Linked DNA regions of Mus musculus: region 1 is linked to region 2. The links are chromatin contacts, called in public HiChIP or PLAC-seq maps. All regions are on one chromosome and are shown on one strand. The core of a region is the stretch at or near the end of the contact, and the rest is flanking DNA. Distances in the headings are between cores, read along the strand shown. Region 1 overlaps Atp6v0a1 (ATPase, H+ transporting, lysosomal V0 subunit A1). Region 2 holds the start of P3h4 (prolyl 3-hydroxylase family member 4 (non-enzymatic)).

Evidence for each region. HiChIP or PLAC-seq counts read pairs in DNA pulled down with a chosen protein or histone mark.
Region 1: an HNF4G HiChIP or PLAC-seq map of pancreatic cancer cells shows a contact between it and region 2. The contact joins the enhancer-like site here to the promoter of P3h4 in region 2. A contact is called at or near these places in 3 of 39 promoter capture datasets (embryonic stem cells, liver and pre-B cells), 1 of 15 datasets of contacts at CTCF or cohesin (embryonic stem cells), 2 of 484 Hi-C or Micro-C datasets (B cells and the G1E-ER4 cell line), 1 of 115 datasets of contacts at active chromatin or transcription factors (pancreatic cancer cells) and 2 of 9 other capture datasets (embryonic stem cells and liver).

Annotation. Positions count from the first base shown.
Region 1 is chr11:101,055,360-101,058,452 of GRCm38.p6, forward strand. Atp6v0a1 (ATPase, H+ transporting, lysosomal V0 subunit A1) reads left to right here. Exons shown (of 22, transcript NM_016920.4): 21 at 75-246. Among named protein-coding and RNA genes, the nearest start is that of Naglu, 13 kb to the right of the region's middle. Within about 2 kb of position 1,687, at least 108 of the 459 cell types and tissues checked have an H3K27ac peak or open chromatin away from gene starts, as enhancers often do. A contact at or near this core is called in the G1E-ER4 cell line, liver and pancreatic cancer cells, where this site is marked.
Region 2 is chr11:100,413,384-100,416,705 of GRCm38.p6, forward strand. P3h4 (prolyl 3-hydroxylase family member 4 (non-enzymatic)) reads right to left here and starts at 1,333. Exons shown (of 8, transcript NM_176830.3): 1 at 794-1,333; 2 at 544-696; 3 at 226-397. The coding sequence starts at 1,273. Fkbp10 (FK506 binding protein 10) reads left to right here and starts at 2,311. Exons shown (of 10, transcript NM_010221.2): 1 at 2,311-2,642. The coding sequence starts at 2,401.

The DNA of each region.
Region 1 (3,093 bases), core at 437-2,936, 640 kb after region 2:
GAAATGGGGGAAGAGCAAACCGCCAGGCTCCCTTTTGCTAAACTCAGTTGCACCTTGTGTCTCCCCACCCCCAGAGCTCTCTGAAGTACTTTGGACCATGGTGATCCACATTGGCCTGCACGTCCGGAGTTTGGCCGGGGGTCTAGGGCTGTTTTTCATCTTCGCCGCCTTTGCCACGCTGACCGTGGCTATCCTGCTGATCATGGAGGGCCTCTCGGCCTTCCTCCACGCGCTGCGGTTACACTGGTGAGTGGCAGGGGGCCAGGGGTGGGGCAGGCCACGCCTTTGCTCACAAAGAGTAGACAGTCCTCTTGCTTGGCACCAGAAGTCTGTCCCTCCTCCAGCTCTCACCGCACATCCCTCCCCCACTTTCCTAGCACAGGGAAGGGCCACAGGAAAGCCCAGCTCATCTTTTCATGGCTTCCGGGAAAGGACCTGCTCCTTGCTTCAGTATTCCTCAGTGCTTCCAATTGTGCTTATAGAGTGGAGAGGGAGTTGTGGTAACAGGTCTAGTTTTATTGTTGTTTGTTTGTTTGTTTGTTTGATGTTTAAACAGGGTCTCACCGTATAGCTAGGCTGGCCTTGAACTCACAATTCTCTTGCTTCAACTTTTCAAGTGTTAGGATTATAGGCAAAAACTACCCTGCACAGCTAGGAGTTCATTTTGTGTGTGGGTGTTTCTGTTTTGTTCTGGCCTGTGACTCCTGTCTTTAGAGCACTAGACTGGACCCCTTGCTGCCTTGGTGGGATGCTAGCTATACTAAAGCAGCTTTTCCAAAGGTGGTGTGGTGTGTGTGTGCTCGCATGTGTGTGTGTAGGGCCGTGGTGTGTGTTCGCTAATGTACCATGTGACCCTTAGGGACTCTATATGAAGAAATGGTTCAGGAACAGAGGAGCTAGAGGCTGGGCTGTGACTGTGAGTTCAAAAGAGGGTTGCTAGGCCTAGCAAATACCAATACAAGAGAAGTCTAGCGATGTGGCCCAGTTAAAGCATTTGCCATCAAGTCTGACGACCCGAGTTTGATCCCTTGGAACCACATGATGGAAGGAGAGAGCCAACCTTTGCAAGTTGTCCACTGGCCTTCAGATGTGTACACTTACACCCCACACACACACACACACACGCAACTGTAATTTAAGAATTCTTTAGTAATACAGGATGTTCAGTTAGATTGAGTTTCAGATAAATAGTGAATATAATTTTTGTATGAATTCTCCTAAAGGCCAGGAAGCCTGTGTTTTGCTAGCAGCCCTGCCTCAGACTCTGCCTCTTTGGGGCTCCATTTACCCCTTGGTGCTGTGTTCCCCATTTCAGGAAAGGGTTAATCCCAGCATCCTGGGAAGCTCTAGTTGACCCCACACTGTGAAGGGATCACAAACTCAGAAAGCCCTGGCTGAGGTGGTGTGGGTGATCTCCGTTCCAGGAGGGCTTTGCACAGCCCTGACCTGAGAAGCCTTGCCTCTGTGACCCTCATCTTCCTCTCCTGGCTTGCATTGCAAGTTTAAGATCCTGTGCCTGGCTGTACCAGGCTATGGGGAGACTTGCTGCATGTTAGAGGCGGGCTGTAGTCCTCCCTCCATAGCTGCTTTAGAAGGCCTGTGCTGCTGTGTCAGCAGAAGCTGCTGTCTCTTGAGCTGGCCCTCTCTGAGCCGGCCCTCTCCTCCTGGCTCCTCTTCTCTGCACCCAGTGGTTTGTTTACTGTAAGCCTGGGAGGTTGGGAGTGCTGCGTGCTTTCAGCTGCCGGCTTGGCACCCTCTCTTCAGTTTATCAGCCAGCACGCTCCACTCCGCAGCATACCTCCCCAGCCACTCCAGTAAGGAGTGTCTGTGTAACGAGCCCCCCGCCCTGTGACTCACTTTTTCTTGTCCTCTTGACCCCCTTTGCTTTCATGTTCCCATCTGTGTCTCCAGAGCTGATCTGAGGAGAGAGCGCCTACCTCTCATTAGTTCCTGCCTGTGTTAAAGCCTGGTTGCCTCCTATGCTGGGCACGGTGAGGAGCCATGAAGCTTGGATCAGAACCATCAGGCAGACCAACAAGGCAGGGGCGCCCTGTTCTGAGGAGGTTGCCTGGCCCTGGGTCTCATGTTTATCAGGAGCTGAGGCAGTTTGGGGTGCTATGTTTTATTGCCAGAACGTCCATGATTGCAGGCTTACCTTTGGCCTTTAAGTGACCGTGTGCCTTCCTCCACTCTCCTAAAGGAACGTGGAGGCGTAGCGGTAGTGTGAAGTAGGCTTCTGAGACAAACTGCCCTCACTGGCAGCTGATCCTGAGCTCTCTGAACATGACTTGGTCTTGTGTGGAGAGAGACGATGATAGCCATGTGGCAAAGTTACTGTGAGAAACAGAAAATAATATACACGCTAAGTGTCTGCTACATGGCCTGACACACCATAATAGACCATGGCTGAAAGTCCACCGCCCTACAGAGAGACCTGGCTGCGTGTGCCCCATAAACAAACTTCTTAGGCTGGTTAGAGGATGGGAGGCGCTTGCTGGCATCTGAATGCCCTAATGCATAGTCTGCGAGCACAGGCTTGTAGTATGCGTCTCATGTTGTTTGTCTGTATGGCAGTATAAGTATTGAGTAGAAGAGGAGACTCTCGGAGGAAGCCTCCTGCACCTTTCAAAACCCTGGCTTTGGAGGGATGGGTGGCTGCTGAGATGGGGCACCACCAATTTTAATTGGTGCTTGGGCGCCCTCTATTGGCCAAATTCAGAAGTATGCCAAGACCTAGAAGGAGCTGAGCAGGTGCTAGCCCTTTGCTGAGAGATGGAACAGCTAGCTGGTGCTTGCCAAAATGGTCCAGGGATAGCGCTCATGATTCCTGGCACCAGACACAAGCATCTTCATGCCTCACACAGTCTCTTGGCATTTCCCTGATACACAAGTTCTGAGTTTCTGTGGTGGGATTGAGAAGAAAAACACTTAAATTAAGTTTGATTTGATTTGATAGCACAAACCACTAGTCTGAGATTTGTGAAGGTCATAAAGTCAGTGACATTTGAAGATATAGTTTCCTTTTGGGTTGTGCCTCTTCCCACCTACCACGTAGCATGCGCTTGGTATTCATGCTCACCATAACTAGACAGG
Region 2 (3,322 bases), core at 83-2,582:
TCTATTTCTCTATATAGCTGACCCAGAATTTGCTATGTATACCAGCATTTCTCTCATCAGACTGGAGACAGAAAAGGCCTGACTCGTGTGTAGCTTTGGAGCACTTTGCTAGACCTGTTGAATGCGGTCACCGGACATAGCCACGCATTAAGAGGCCTTAGAAGGCCTGGGAAGCCAGGGCACTGTGGGTGAGGGATACCTCACAGTGGTCTGAATGGTATATACCTGCTATCGCTGGGTAGAAGTCCTTGAAGTCTACCTGCTCGTGGGCCCCCTCACAGCCAGCTAGACACCGAGCAAAGACCGTCATATATTCAGCCAGGGCCCGCTCCATGTCTTCTGTGCTGCTGCGAAAGTCCCCGCTGTTGTAAAGTTTCACAGCCCGGAGGAACACAGCCTGGAGAGGTGCATGGCGGGGGTAGTCAAGAAGACCCCGAAGGCTCATAAGGTGTGTGTGTGTGTGTGTGTGTGTGTGTGTGTGTTGGGTGAAGAGGTTGTAGGAAGGTGTACCAAGGCTAGCCATCCCTCCCACTCTCTCCACACCTCGTAGGGCTGGGCCTCCAGGTCGGTGAGGGACTCATCTCCAATATCCAGCATCCCCCTGTAGTAGTTGAGATACTTGGCGGTCAGCTCGTGCTTGGGGTTCCTCTGGAGGAAGGTGTAGGCCGCAGCCACCGCCTTCTCCAGTCGGTTCGCCTGGTGAGGAGCGTGGGGAGTGGGTCAGTGGGGGCCTCGGACGCACCGCGGGCCTCACGTTCTAGGGAAACTCGACGGCGGCCCCGGCCGCGCCCACCTTGAAGTGCGCGTAGTGCAGGTACTGATAGGGCAGGCGGCTCTGGAAGTCGCGCAGCAGCTGCCGCGGTGGGTAAGGGACTTGAAAGGCGGGCAGCGTCTTCTTGCAGCGCCGCAGGCAGGCGGCGCGCTCCAGGACGTGACCGAAGAGCCGCAGCTCGCGAGCCCAGTCCTCGCCATCGCCGTCGTGGTCGCCGTCCGGGCCGGACGCGGGCCGAGGCTGAGAGGTGGCGGGGCCACTACAGTTGGCGTGGCAGAAGGCCTCGCTGTCGCGCAGCAGCCGGTGCAGCCGCAGCGCCGCCTCCAGGTAGCGCGCGCTCTCGCGCCAGCTTTCGCCTTCGTATTGCTCCAGAGCGTGGCCGTAGGCCGTGGCCAGTGGCATCAGGTCCTCCGGAGGGAATCCTCGGAAGCTGTATTTCTCGTACTGGGCCCCGGCGCTGCCCAGCAGCAGCCACAGCAGCCCCCACGCCCCGCGAGCCATGCCCGCACCGCGCCCGGAGGCTTACGGAGCAGCCGGCGACCGTCGGGCTCCAGCCAGCTCGGGCTCCAGCCCAGCCCACCCCCAACCCCCGGAGCTCCTGCTGGGTCTTAGCGCCGGGCCCTAGGCTAGAGCCGGGAGGCTGGAATGCCTCTCTAGGACCGTCAGTTGACGCTCGAGTCCACTACGTGGGCTGGCCCTCGACCACTAGCAATGCTTACACCACCACTGGCCCTCCCTGGCAGACACGGGTGGGTGGGGCTACGTTTCACGCCCAGAAAGCCCCTCCCCACAGCAGTGTCGTCCCCCCCCCCCCCCTTAAGTGCCACCTCTGTCCTTTGCGTAGGCAAAGTGGACGAAGTCACATAATCTGGTCTTTTTCTCCTCGAGTCTCCTCTGCTCCCCCTAGGTGGCCCGGTAAACACCCGCGCTGACGTCGAGGCGTACACACCTCTTGTTACCCCGCACACCTAGCACTGACACCATCAGCCTCCCGCCGGAGCAAGATTCCTGTGTCTTCAGTGCAGCCAGGCTTTTGCAGGACAAAACAACCTTTCACCTAGAGAACATTCTCCCTAACCCCCCTTTCCTCTAACCTTTCGCGGGAGGAGAGTTGGGGCGGGTGTGTGTGTGTGTGTGTGTGTGTGTGTGTGTGTGTGTAGAACTGAAATAGCCCTCAGATTACAGCCTCACCTGCACCAGAAGGGGCCTAGATTTGGGGTGCCAGGGAAAGCTAGAGATTCCTCCAACAGGCTTTAGGACCCAGAGACTCTGGAAAAAACTTTTTCATTTTGGAAGTCCACTCCAACTTCTCATCTTTCCCGAACCTCCCTCTGGGCCAGGCCCCGGGTCTCAGTCCCGGATGGAGTTTTGGGGGAGGGAGACTCAGAGATCTTTGTGGCAAATTCCTTGGACTCCAGAGACTCTCAACCTGGCCCCCACCTCCTAGTTCACCATAAAACATCACCCTGCCCGGCCAGCTCATTCTCCCCAGCCCCCATTCCACGTGGACCCGCCAGGGCGGGGTGGGGAGAGAGGACAGGAAGGGGGGGAGTCAGCTCTGAGAGGAGGGGGAAGGAGGCTAGCGGCTGGCGTCCGCTCTCACTGCCGGCGTCCCTGGTCTGGGCACCATGTTCCTTGTGGGGTCCTCCAGCCACACCCTCCATCGGCTCCGCATACTGCCGTTGCTGTTGCTTCTACAGACCTTGGAGAGGGGACTGGGCCGTGCCAGCCCGGCCGGAGCCCCCTTGGAAGATGTGGTCATCGAGAGATACCACATCCCTCGGGCCTGTCCCCGAGAAGTGCAGATGGGGGATTTTGTGCGTTACCACTACAATGGCACTTTCGAAGACGGGAAAAAGTTTGACTCCAGGTAAGAGCTTGGGCACTCCCGGACTCAGCACCACTTTCCTGAGCTTCCAGAGAATGTTGCCCCTTCTAAGGTTTGCATTCCTGTAGTGCTTTCATAATCCTTTGCCACAAACAGCATCCTGGGGAGAGCACCTCAAAGGATGCCTCCTATCTTCAATACCAAATTTTCAATTCCTAAAATATTCCCGCCCCCGCCCACGACCCCCTCCTAGCCCCCTGGAATATTTGATGCTCAGGTGAAGCGCCACATATACTTACCATAACTTAAACACAAATGGTACCCTGGCACGCAATCTTAGAGGGCAAAGAGACTGTGCCTACTACACGTAAACCCTGAAGTGAGTGGATGGATGGTCTGCCTGGTGCCGCCTCCCTTTGCACACACTCTGGCTCCCTGTCTATTTCTCTCTCCAGTTTTCTATGCCTTTGTGGTTGGAGACTGGAGAAATAACATTTCCTTGAGGGTGTAGGGCCCTAGAGCAGCTAGGGAGGGTCTTAAGCAGAGTGGGCATTATAATTTGGGGGTAGACCATAGCTGGTGCCGTGACCAAACTGTCCACGTGTCACAAAGTCTGACATGCCATCCTGGGGACTCTTAGTGCCTCCTTCTCCAAGCCTCTGGGAACTCAGTTCCTCCATCTTAGCTTTAGCAGCCAACACCACGCTCCAATGCCAGCCTTG